Linked DNA regions of Mus musculus: region 1 is linked to region 2. The links are chromatin contacts, called in public Hi-C maps. All regions are on one chromosome and are shown on one strand. Each heading gives the region's core, a stretch centred on a gene start, on an enhancer-like site or on the middle of the called end of the contact. The rest is flanking DNA. Distances are from core to core; before and after follow the strand shown.

Region 1 (6,078 bases), core at 1,580-4,079, 430 kb before region 2:
GGACAATCATGGTTTTCTTGCCAATGAATTCTAAAGCATCCAGACCTCCGGTTAAGACGCTTTTGCCCTGCAAATGAGGAAAGCACGTCAGATTAGATTCTCCACAGCTTGCTGTTTGGCAGTGGCCAGCAGTACCCAAGGACCCAGCATTCTCGTCAAATATTAAAATAAATAGAAAGCCACAAGTTTTTCACACCACGAGATAGATCATCTATTTAATCCTGTTTTCCTTTCCTCGAAAAACCATATGTTATATAATTTGTAGAGCATGCAGTGTTATTAAAAAATGATGTTTAGGGGGAAAACAGTGCACATTAGGAATTCATGTCAGTAGTGCTGAGCATATCAAATAGATGTGTGTCTAAGACATAAAATTAACAGATGACCCGATTGTCGTGTTTGAAAGAATTTTAGCGTAAGTAACAGAGTTATTTGGGGGCAGGTTATTAAAATGTCAAATACTCATGCTAATTTAGATGATTTTTAAATCCTGGGCCCTGAAGCAATGGACCCTCAGGCTGTTTCAGATGGCTTTTGCATACTTTCAGAAACTGGGGAACACCAACTATAATTAGTACATTAATGAAGTAAGACAGTTTGCCTTCCGTGTACTTCCAGTTTCTGAAACTGGTCTATTTTCCAGGTGTCACTGTGGAAAAATCCCTTGGCCAGCCATTGCTTTCCTTTTAACAAAAGTGAAAGCAACCAAGACTCACATATACTGTTCAAATAAACAGAACCACATTGCTCTGAACACTCCACTTATAATCCCAATAATACAACTCTACATACAGCTGTATTTTCTTACCTCACAAGAACATGTTTTTATTTTTATATCGTCTATATGTGTGTTTTTCAATCTTCATAATTATTTAAGTGCTAGCATTCAACCTTACTGAATGAATGTACTTCATCAGACATTTCCATTTCAGAAATTCAGATTTTTTTTTTTTTAAATCTGGAGCCCAATCAAAACTCACACTGTGGAAAAGATTTGTAAATGCAGACATCTCAAGGTGAAGTTATGGATTCAAAATAAAGTATCCCCCACCGGCTCAGGAACATCCCTGGCCCTCAGTTAGTACTGTTACTTCAGGATGCGCTACATACTTCTGGAGGTGGAGCCTAGTTGGAGGAAGTAGGCCACTCTCGGATATACCTCAAAGGTTATATCTGGTCCCCAGTCCCTTCCTCTTTCTCAGCATCCTGACTGCCAGAAGGTATAGAGCCTCCTTCTTTCGTATTCCCACCACCATGATGTCCTGTCCAAGCACTTGGGACCAAGCAACCATGGACGAAAGCTTTTCAAACCATGAGCAAAATATATCTTCTTCCCTGTGTTATTTCCGCTAGGCACTTTGTCCCAGCAATGATAAGAAGCGACTAGCACAGAGAACATGGGCTTCCCAGAAGCTCACACTTTCCCTTGCTTTGATTTACTGCCCCGCCCACTCCACCCCCTCTCCTGCCCCCAACATCCTGTCACCTTAGCAGAGAATAAACGGGAGACCCAGGAAGTATCTATGCCTGGTGGGCCGGGACTGTGGGAGGAGGGCAAGCAGGTTCAGGACCATGTAAGGAGACTGAGGATGTGAGGGATGCACTCAAGATGACTGCTGGGGGCTGGCAAGATGGCTCAGTGGGTAAAGGCAGTTACTGCGTGAACTTGGTGACCTGAGTTCTAGTCCCAGAACCCCACATAAAGTGGAAGGGGAGAGGTGACTCCACAAAGTTGCCCTCTGACCTTCACATGATCTAGATGCCATGGTATAGGTGCCCTCTCACCATATGCACACACAATAATAGATCATGTAAAAAATAATTTTTAAAAAAGGGAGCAGTGAGAAGCCATGGGTTTGCTTTTTACACCCGAGTTACAGAGAGAGCTTCCCCCACTCTCATGGGTGGCCTTGAACAGCTCTGCGTTGTGACTCTTAACACTTGGTGTGCCTCCTTCTCCCTATCCAGTCTTCCTTTACTCCTGGCACTCTTTTGTCCCAACATATGGGTAAGATAACCTACGGGGCCATTCACAATCCCCTCCTTTCCCATAATGCATCACACACCATTGTTAAACCGCCTTAATATGGCAAGACATAGCATTAGCCTATATGGCCAGAGTCTGGTGAGGCTCCTCACACACAGTAAGGGTCAACTGTCTCTCTTTAATATAACAAATGGATAAATGACTAAAAAGGGCACGAGCCCATATTTCTAGAAAATATAGTTAGCTTGTTCTACATAGTAGACTCCTGTCTTCCTGGTGCTAAGGACCTGCTGACTTCCTCTTCTCACTGTGGTACCTCTGCTTCCTTTCAATGTTTATCATCAATAGCGAGCTTCCTGGAGGAGTGAGATGGTTGAGTATCTGTCTTTAAAAAAAATCAATTCAACTTAAATAAAAAGGAATAAACAAACAATGGAAAAATAAGACTTTCAGGTGTACGTTTAGGGTTCTGCAGGGAAAGGGGCTGTAGGGATCAGGAGGGAGGCTATGGCTGGGTTGGTCTCTGAGTTATTCTCCCTGAGTCATTACTAGTCCTTTTTTGCTTTGAAGGATTTCCAATTTTAAGAGAACTGAGACCTGATCCAGGAAGAACAGCTGTCCCAGCTCCAAGTTCCCTCCCTCACCTAAATGCCGTCCTTGAAGCAGCTAGAAGGGACACTGTTAGATCAGATTGGAAAAAAAATCTTCTAAACCACTCTCTTCTTTTAAACACAGACTGCATTTCATCTTGCCCTTATTATTTCAGATCCAAGGTTATAGCTACTCTGTAGCAGAAAGCATAACAAACTGGAATCCAAAGTCAGGAGTGAGGCAGCCTTCTCTCTGATGTATCTAGGTCACAAGCTGCAAAGATCAAAAGAACTGAGCCACTAGGGAAAACAGGGGAGGCCTCTAGGGACTCACCGTGTTTTGAACCACATTGGTGAGGGCTGACAGCATGCCTCTCGACCCTGCCGCCCCTGGTGGAGGAGGAGTGTGGGGGCCTCTGGCAGGGTCCTGATCTGGAGTCACATCTGTCATGGCAAGAAATAACACCCTGGTTAGAATGCATTTTGCTGATCTGAACTTGGGCTTTTCCCCACTGTGTAGTCATGCACACGGGTGTAACAAAACACCAGGCGAGCACGCCACTCACTTCCAGAGATTCCGTTTTCAGCATCAGTTGGGGCCCCTTCGGGAGATGCAGAATTGGCACTGTGGATTCGTAGGGTTGCCCCTGCCTTTTCTTTGACTGCTGTTAATCCATGACCTGCAAGGACATAAATATATAGTTCACAGAGACATTACAATCTGCACAGTCTGTGACCCTAGACTAATCTCACAAGACCATCTGGACTGCGGGGTTCTACCCTGAATGGCAGCAATGTGTTCAGATTCCCTGTGGTAGGATCCAAAGATGAACTCAGCATGGTCAGGCTGAGTGGCCTTAAAGCCACTCTCTTTTGTGACTCAGTTTCCTCACTATGTTCCCAGACCCCTTTTGGCTTCTGCCATGGTGGCTGTTTTTAACAGGGAAACTCCAAACTCAAGTCAGCGTCTTTGAAAGGCATGTCTTCATCCTGTTTTCTAAAGTGTCATATGGCTGATCAATCGTTCTCTTGTGGTCGCTGTTGGCTTTTTGAAGTCCTAGCACATGGCAGGTGCTCAGTTAACATGGGCTGGATTGAAGTCAGATGACCTTCAATACGTTCCTATGTATAAACCTATGTATAATATGTTCCTAGGATTATATGTATGGTGGCATATAATCCTAACACTCAGGGGGCTGAGGCAGGAGGATGGCAAGTTTGAGTCTAGCCTAGTCTGCATAAGATTCTAGGTCAGTGTGGGCTACTTAGCAAGATCGTGTCTCTAAACAAAACAAAGCCCTCCAAACAAACAAATAAAAAAATAACACTACAGTTCCTCAAACGTACACCATGAAAGGTCTTGAGCTGACAGCTCTAAATCAAAGGGTCACTCAGTGGGGAAATTGGGAAGGAGTAGCAGTCCAAAGTAGGCTGAAGGTCACGGACTCCATCAGACTAATAGCACCTGTATTTCCAAGAAGGGACAGTCTTTATTTCCAAGACACTGGCACAGTTGGGATTCGGTAAGGAGTACAGAGCAGACCTTCCCACTCATTGGGTAAAAACCAACCCTTGACTTGATAGAAAAGAGTCTTCTATTTCATCCACAGACAGCTTGACACCCTGCACTAAGATGGGGTAAGCCTTTCTTAGACAGGAGGAAGGGATCAAAGCACTGGTAGACCACTGCGGTCCTCATGGCTACTGGAGTTCTAGAAGGAAAAACAGCCTGTGCCCCCTCCATCTGGGTGCCTGCTACCTGCCGTGGCATGTAAGGAGAAAGGAAGCACGCATCCTGGGACCCTGGGTTGTTCAAACACGAGGCAGTGGTAACCAAGTCAAAGGAAGACACCAGAGTCAACTAGAACCAGTCAGAATTACAAAACACTGTTCAAATGACTGTTCATCCATCTCTTGAGTTAGAGGAAGACACAGATGAGACTCATACATACTCAAAAGAGTAGTATTTTGGATCTGATATCAATGCATAGAACCCTGTGGAAATCTAGGTGTGGTGGCATGAGTTTGTAGCCTCAGAGCTGGGGACATAGAGACAGATACATCCCTGGGGCTTGACATCCAGCCGTTGTAACTGAATCAGTAAATTTCAGGCCAAGTGAGCCATGCTGTTTCAAAAGGCAAGGCAGACACAATCCTGAGGAATACCCTTTGACTTTCGAGGTTAGCCTTTGGCCTCTGCACATACTCACACATGCACCCCCACATACACACAGAAGGCCGATTTCTCAGTTCTAACCTGATTTATCAAAGCAACACAGGCAATGGTATTTACTGGCTTCTTCCAACGAAAGCTATTTGTCATCATATATTACCTACAAACCCTGAAAACTTAGGAAACATGATTTACAGCTTTAATTACAATAGAAATATGTGCCTACACTCATGCAGATAATTAAACACAGCTCAAACTCATTACTGAGTTACTCGGAAAAAAAAAAAAAAACAAACTGCTAAGCCGAAGACTTAATTATAAGCTTTCAATCTGACTCGAATTAATTCTTTCTAGCCTCCAAAGAATTCCAAACATTTCAATGGAATCTCATCGAAATTTCAGCAAACACTTAAGTCGTTGGCTTCATATTCTTCAAGGTAGTTTAAAAACAACAACAACAACATCCACACAGACTTTCCAAAAGGAGACTGCAGAATTCTCCACGCATAATTCACAGCTATAGATTTCTGAGAGCCAAAGTCAGGGAATAAGTGATCTCTGGAGGCACAGCTTGCTCAGCTCTGGGGCTCAGCGGCGCTCACACTCATTATTAGCTCTTTAATCTTCCGGGGCCTTACATCCCCCTCTTTGACTTCCTCCACAGTAGGTTAGTCTTGTCTGTTTCTCTGTTGGGAGAGCTGCTTCTCATCTTGGCCAGTCTGTAGTCCCAGCACTTGGAAAGCAGAGGAAGGTAAGAGACTAGCCTCAGCTACCTAACAAGTCCAAGGCTTGCCTGGGCTACATGAGATACCGTCTCAAACAAAACAGCAAAGGGAAAAAAAGAACAAGCCTCCCACATGACCACAGACAAGTGTGCATAAACTGTCTCCAGAACTACCCCTTTGTTTTCGGAATGGAAGACAGTTTTCATGTGCATGCAGCTAAGATGTGTTTAAGCCGGCATTTCACCATGGTGCTATCTGTTCTCTGATTAACAATTCTAAGTTTTTTTGTAAGTAAAAGAAAGTACTTTCTGAATTTTCCTAGAAATTCAAATTTAAGCGTTATATTTACCTAAATATTGTGATTTTTTTTTAAATAGGTAGAGACTGCCACACCCTACTTAGCTGAGCCACTTCCAAAGCTTGACTTAGTGTGACATCTAGTGCCCAGATAAGGAAATCATAACAGAGCCACTGGGACTTTTATTTTTGACTAATGACTCCATTTCCAGAGGTTTCTACTAACAAGAAAAAGACAACAAATGTGTGTGACACTACTTGGTGTCGTTTGTGAAATAACTTCACACCACCACAAACCCTAAATAT
Region 2 (6,587 bases), core at 3,978-6,477:
GGAGACACCAGTGTTGGCTTCCATTGTGGAGGGAAGACAGTGACTTCTTCCAGAACATCTTTTTGTGCTGACAGGCATAGAAGGAATAATACTAACAAGAACCAACATTTCTGGCAGCCACATAGGCTGGGTATTGTCTTGGGTGTTTTGGAAGAAGGCAGGTAGTCTGGTCCAGAGCTCAGTTTCTATGCTCTCTGCTGTAGTACATCTGGCCCTCCAAACAACCACAGACTTAAAGTATTTCTTTTAATAAACATTCTTATTCTTGTCATCATTCCCTAAAATTTGTAACAAGTAATTTCATGACATTAGGTATTATAAGCAATTATAAACACATTGTATGTATAAGTGTGTGTGTCTATGTGTGAGAATGTGTGTGTCTGTGTGTATGTATATGTTTGTGTGAGTATATATGTATGTGTATGATTATGTGTGTGTATGTCTGTGTGTGTATTGAACTCTACTGGGTTCTTTACTTATAGCTGCATTTAACCTGATAGCAGCCTTGAACGTGCTGCATCTGGGTTTATAGTGAGTCAGAAGCTGATACAGGATGCTTCTGTCCCACTCTTCTGATGGCCTCTGTAGGGTCACTCACTAGCCTTCTCCCCCTTTCTGTGTGTCCTAGACTTCTGTGGGTGATGGGTCCCAGCCTTTCATTTCTTCATTTCATTATGGTTGGAAGTTGCCAACAGCAGGTAGGGCTAGAAGTGATAGTGTCACAGGTTCGCCTGGGTTTGGCAAGGGCTGTGACTGTAGCCACCGCATTTCCATGGCTACAGATCTCACCGGGTTCTCAACGGTAAACTTCAGTCTGCCCCTCCAGGCCTAGGAAGACAAAATTTCTCCATGAGTATCTGTTGGCAGCGTACAACAGACTGGACTTGGATGGTCCCCTCCTCAACTACTCCATAGCTGCATCCTTCAGTTACCTTGTGAGAATCTTTGCTGTTGGTCCCTGGATAAGTTACCTGAAACGTAGAGAACTTCACAGCACTTCCAGCTGAGGACTCTCTTTCCCTCTTTCTGTCCCTCCCTCCTCCTTCTCTTTCATCTCTGCTCTAGAGTCCTGCAGATCTAATTACAAAGTCTAGTCTGGTCACCAACGAGTTGTGTGACCTTAGGCAAGTTACTTACCTCATCCCCTCCTCGCAAAGATGCACTTTTCATATATAACAAAAAGATAGTGGTTTGCACGTATGGAAAGAGCTAACACAAGCTAAGAGCTAACATAAGCTAACCTAGCCGGTGTGAGCACGTGGTGAGCAGTTGGTTGAGTTGGAAAGGGCACATATTATAGAGAAATGCCAAATTATGTAGTTCAGTTATGAAGTCAGTTTCTCTGGGATTTTAATTATTGAGCTGATGAGTATCTCTTCAAAGATGACAACTGAAAGTGTAGATAGTGACATGAAGAAGTCTGAGGAGATCTTTCGGGAAGATGCTTTATCTTAAATATGTAAAGCCTAATATGTAACACTTTGTTAGAGCTGGAGAGATGGCTTGGTGGGCAAGAGCCCTTGCTCTGCAAACATGAGGACCTGAGTTCAAATTCCCAGTGCTCTCAAGAGAAGCTGCGCATAGCTGTGCATGCCTGTAAACTCAGCGCTGAAGGGCAGAGAAGGGCAGATTCCCCAGAGCTCACTGGCCAGCCAAGTCTAGCTAATATGGTGAGCTTCTGGTCCAGGGAGAAACCCTGTCTGAGAGCTGTAGGATGAAGAGTGATAGATGCTCTGATCTAGCTGCTGAGTATATGCACACGGGAGGACACACACATACATAAACACACACACGCAATCCAACATGTAATGGCAGTTTTAGTAATCCAAAGGAAATAATCAGACAAAGAGGAATGTACAAACATGACTGAATGATTATTATTAATACTTGGAGTTAAAGAATTCTTAGAAACCTGGGTAATGGATGTGACTGATACAGAAAAGTGACCACAGCACACTAAAAAAGGGTCAGTTGCCAATGGACCTTCTGTTCTGTATTTTTGAAAAACATTAGAAGAGGGGAAATGGAAAAAATATATTTTGAAATAACATCTGGGTAATAGGATCACAGGTGATATCCCCCCCGCCCCCCCCCCCGTCTTGTTTTTCCTGTTTCTCGTGACTTTTCTATGAGTATTGATGACAGGATCATCCTAAGCTGAAAACAGCAAAACTCTGAACTCACGTGGCACAACAGCTCAGCACTGTAGAGCTGATGCCTGAGAGCTTCCTGGCTCTTCCTTCATGGTTTACATGTGGCAGCTTCTGCACCCGTTATCACATCTGTATCGAATCCCTACACCCCAGTCATCACATCTGTATCGAATCCCTGCACCCCAGTCATCACATCTGTATCGAATCCCTGCACCCCTGTTATCACATTGCATTTGATCTTAGCCATATTTTCGTTTTTATCCCTACACCCCTATTATTATATATGTCTTTAACCCCTGCATGACCAAGTACTGCACATACATTCAAAGAAAGAAGTGGACAAGAAGGACTGCTAGGAGGTGGGGTGGGGTGGAGGGAAAGGACAAAAGGCCTGATTTGGGTCCTGTGACTGACCATACCTAGCTGGAAAGTGGATGGGGAGACAGAGTCTGGGAAACAGGATCGAAATCTGCCACTTTTGCAATGTCTGCCATGGCCAGCTACTGATTTTATAACCACTGGAATTTAAAAACCAGTTGTTTCCTTTATCCTTGACTCCTTCGATGTTTTCTCCTTCCCGCCACCCTCCACCTACTCAGGCTGCAACCATCAGCAAATTCACAGTCAACTGAGCCAAAAGGCTGAGGGGGAGACCAGAGAAGAGGCTGCAGCCGCCTCCTGGTGGGAGTGGAGCGATGGGCAGCGAGCCACAGGGCTGGGAACCAGCTTCTCTGTTCCGCTGACCTCATCTGGTCCTTCTGGTCCGAGGTTCTGGCTATGAATGTTTATCAGTGAAGACTTTGACAACTTCAGTAATAATATTTTCTAGGCTGTGCAGAGCTAGCCTGGGTATCTCATACAGAGAGACCTTTGGTTGCCCTCACCAAATAAACAGTTGCCCACAATCCCCACAAAGACAAGGGCTTAGGTTGCCTGGGTTCAAGTCTTGACTGGTGAGACCCTTGTGCCATGTCCCTGGACCATAAGCTGTGTTTGTTTCCTCCCCTGCAAAACAAGAATCCCCAGACTGTGCATTTCATAGGCAACTGGTGAAAGGTGGGCGGAGTCAACCTCTGTCAAGCGCTCAGAAGGCGCTTATCACACAGTGAGGGCTATGGAATGGAAAAATAAAATAAAAAAATAAGTAAACAAGAGAAAGAGCCTTAGGGTGTCTGGGTCCTGTGTGTTTGAAGCTACTTCTCGATCCATACAAAGCTGCAAGGAAGGGGCTGAACTTTTTTTCCTTTGTTCCTTGCTGGCTGAAGCGCACATGTCCTCTGTGGATTGGAGGAGGGTGCACAAGCCATACACATCTGTTGAGATGCCGGAGCAGCTGAAGGAACTCTTGGGGAGCCAGAGGCTATCACTGCCCTTACTAGAGATGGGGAACTGAGGCTGTAGATATGGGCCACAGCCACAGGCCTGGAAATGATGGAGCTGAGATTCCAGCTGGGCCTGTGACTCCCAAACCTGGACAGCCCCTATATTAAGCATAATACTTTTCCCAGACAAATTTTGACAAATCCTGAGGTTCACATTTACATCAATGCTCATTTTTAAAAGGGATCTATTTCTTTATTTTATTTTATTTTATTTTTTTTTTTATTTTTGGCTTTTCAAGACAGGGTTTCTTTGTGTAGCTCTGGCTGTCCTGGAATTTGCAGAGATCAGCCTGCCTCGGCCTCTGAGTGCTGGAATTAAAAACATCCACTACAACCAACCGGACTGGATTTATTTCTTCATATTCAACTTAGCAAGTCCAGAAGTTCAAGGCCAGCTCTGGCCAGCTGAAATAATGATTAACATCAGGGTTATCTTACAGGTCCAAAGTCCTCCCAGCAAACATCCTTTCTGCCCTTAGAATTTGTTGGTGGCCATCTCTGTGAAAGCCTCCCTCAAAGAGAAAAAAGAACTCTTGCCTGGTCGGAGTATTTTACTAAGGACTGCCATCACATCTGAGCAAACCACAGGCATTCAAAGAGGCGTCCCTAGTCCTATCCCTTTAAGAGAAAAGAAAGAAAGAATGACTCAGCCCCACCCTACCCCACCCTGTGCCTGCAAAGCTCTGGAGTCTGTGATGCCCAAGACAGAGCCAAGATAAGAAGAGTTGGAAACAAATTGAACTTAACAAAACAAAAAACAAGCCCTGTTGTTACCAGCTCCTAGGCACTTCTACCCTAAGTTGCAGTGTCCTAGGAAACGTGAACCAGGGTCACCTCTGGCCCCATTTGGGCCTTCTTCCTGGCCCCACCCCAAGCATAGCAACCCTGCCAGAAAACAGGCGCTGCCTCCATCAGCTCCCACCTCCCCCCTCCACGCATCTTTCCCCTTTTATATTGCTGGCTTCATAATGGTTTTCCTCCTGCTGCTGTGGGGTGAGAGGGTGTAAATGCCCCGGAGCAGCTGCGGGGAGCTCTCCAGTGCGGATCCTGTGGGTGGGGCCGGCAGTAGGCAGGAGAGACCAGGAGGGAGATTAGGTGAAACATTAGCCCTGGCCTTTTGGACACGGTCCAGTGTCTTTCAATGATTTCTTTGTGTGCTTTGGGTGCTGGGCTTGTTTGGCAGGGGACGGGCACCCATTAGAAGATTTCACAATGATTTGCCATGTTACAGTTCTAAACATGTCAACTCCTCACCGAGGTTAAATTTGTATTTTTACAGTCTCGTTAGACCTCCCCCCTCCCCCCAACACACCCTCCTCCCCCTAGGGAGCTTGAGGGAAAAGTACTCTAAGAGAATTAATCAAAATGACTAGGTAATGCTCTAAAAATAATAAATGTCGTTATGGGCTGGATCTCTTTCAAGTTCGAGTTCATTCTGTAAGCTTGGAGATCCACACGTCCAGTTGCCTGTCTTATGAGCTTTTTATTAGAAGAAAGTGGCCTGTTGTATAGAGACAGGTACTTTATGAAGACACATGGATGCTGCGACTCTCCCAACACTCAACTGTTTTTTTTTTTTTTTCAGCTAGATTCATTAAGCAATGTGACCTCGGAGGGGGCAAAGGGCAGACGCAGGAATCACTTCTTACCCTCTGTTCCTTCACCAGCCTTGCAAATTGGGATCTGCTACAGACCTGCTCAGAGCTCTGAAAGTAAGGGTGGCCAGGTCAGGGTCCAGATTCACCTCACTCACTCACAGGAGAGATGCTGCGTGCAAACAGCAACAGTAACAGCAATCAAATGAGCCAGTAACTCTGTATGTGTGTGTGTGGTGGTAGTGGTGTGTGTGTTGTTGTTTTGTTATCAGACAGATTCCCCCTATGGAAGCAGCTGGCTTTGAACTTGGCATCCTCTTGTCTCAGCCTCCCAAGTGCAGGGATTACAGTTGTGCAACTGTTACTATCACCATGGTTTCAAGACGCCTTCTGGGATATTAACTACAATAACAAAAAAAAAAATTGTGTGTGTGTGTGTGTGTGTGTGTGTGTGTACTCATTCTGGAGTGTGTGGAGGCCAAAGGTTGATGTCAGGGGCTTTCCTTAGTTGCCCTCTACCTTATTTTTTGAAACAAGGTCTCACACTGATCCTGGGGCTCCCTGACCCAGCTAGGCTGTCTGGCTAGCGAGCCCTAGGATACCCCCATCTCTGGGTGTCTCTGCTTCAACAGAGCTTGGATTCCAAATGTGTGCGGCCATACCTCGCTTTTGCATGGATACTGGAACGGTAAACTCAATCCTAATGCTGCATAGCAAGGAATGTATGTGTGCAACCATCTCCTCAGCCTCCTCCGCCTCTCAAGAATGTTGTTACGTGATGGGGAAAAATATGTAGCTGGGTCTTAGACTCCTACGGCCATTAAGCCTGGCTGTAACAAGATCAGATAGACCTTAAGGTGAGACTGAGAAGGAAAATCTAAATTGGAGAAAAAAGGAAACGGTGGTGATGAGTTGAATCCCTTGCCTACTTTAACTGATACAATTTTCTGGTTTTCCATTGGCCTTTTCAGTGAGTAGATGCCCCCAGATATCCATGAGCAAGGACCCTAACCACCCACAGCCCATAGATCATTTATGTGTGTCAGGCAGGGCTACTAGGTCAGAGTGATTGTGAAGAAAAATAGGAGCGAGGACTCCTGCAGCTTGATTGTGCTTGCTATTTGTGTCCAAGTCTGAGCCTGGCTGCTCTTGGGCCAAGTCACAAAGATATTTCCAACCTAAGAAATGTCATCAGGCCTGAGACTGCCCCTTAGATAATTCCTGGACCTTCATCTTCCAAAGAAAGGCTGATTGCAGTGTTATGGGTCCCAACCTTCGTTAGCCAGCCTCTATAAATCATGGCCTGGCAGAAAAGACCGGAGGGTCATGGGTAATTGAATTCCAACCAACCTTCACACCTAATTCAAGTCAACTCTCAGACCTCTTTCCTGGATCAATCTGCTGACAGAGCTGGTAAGTAACTATTGTTTTTAATTTTGAAAAAACCTCCACTGAGG

The links. Hi-C and Micro-C count contacts between places; a contact is called where the count stands out from the background.
Region 1: a contact with region 2 is called in a Hi-C map of uterus, with 2.4 times the contacts expected there. The contact joins two enhancer-like sites.

What each region holds. Positions count from the first base shown.
Region 1 is chr5:65,002,977-65,009,054 of GRCm38.p6, reverse strand. Fam114a1 (family with sequence similarity 114, member A1) reads right to left here. Exons shown (of 14, transcript NM_026667.3): 4 at 3,144-3,257; 5 at 2,912-3,021; 6 at 1-67. All of the region lies in intron 2 of Gm32374 (a long non-coding RNA gene), which reads left to right. Among named protein-coding and RNA genes, the nearest start is that of Gm32374, 14 kb to the left of the region's middle. Within about 2 kb of position 2,829, at least 54 of the 459 cell types and tissues checked have an H3K27ac peak or open chromatin away from gene starts, as enhancers often do. A contact at or near this core is called in uterus, where this site is marked.
Region 2 is chr5:64,577,886-64,584,472 of GRCm38.p6, reverse strand. No RefSeq gene overlaps it. Among named protein-coding and RNA genes, the nearest start is that of Gm3716, 30 kb to the left of the region's middle. Within about 2 kb of position 5,227, at least 187 of the 459 cell types and tissues checked have an H3K27ac peak or open chromatin away from gene starts, as enhancers often do. A contact at or near this core is called in uterus, where this site is marked.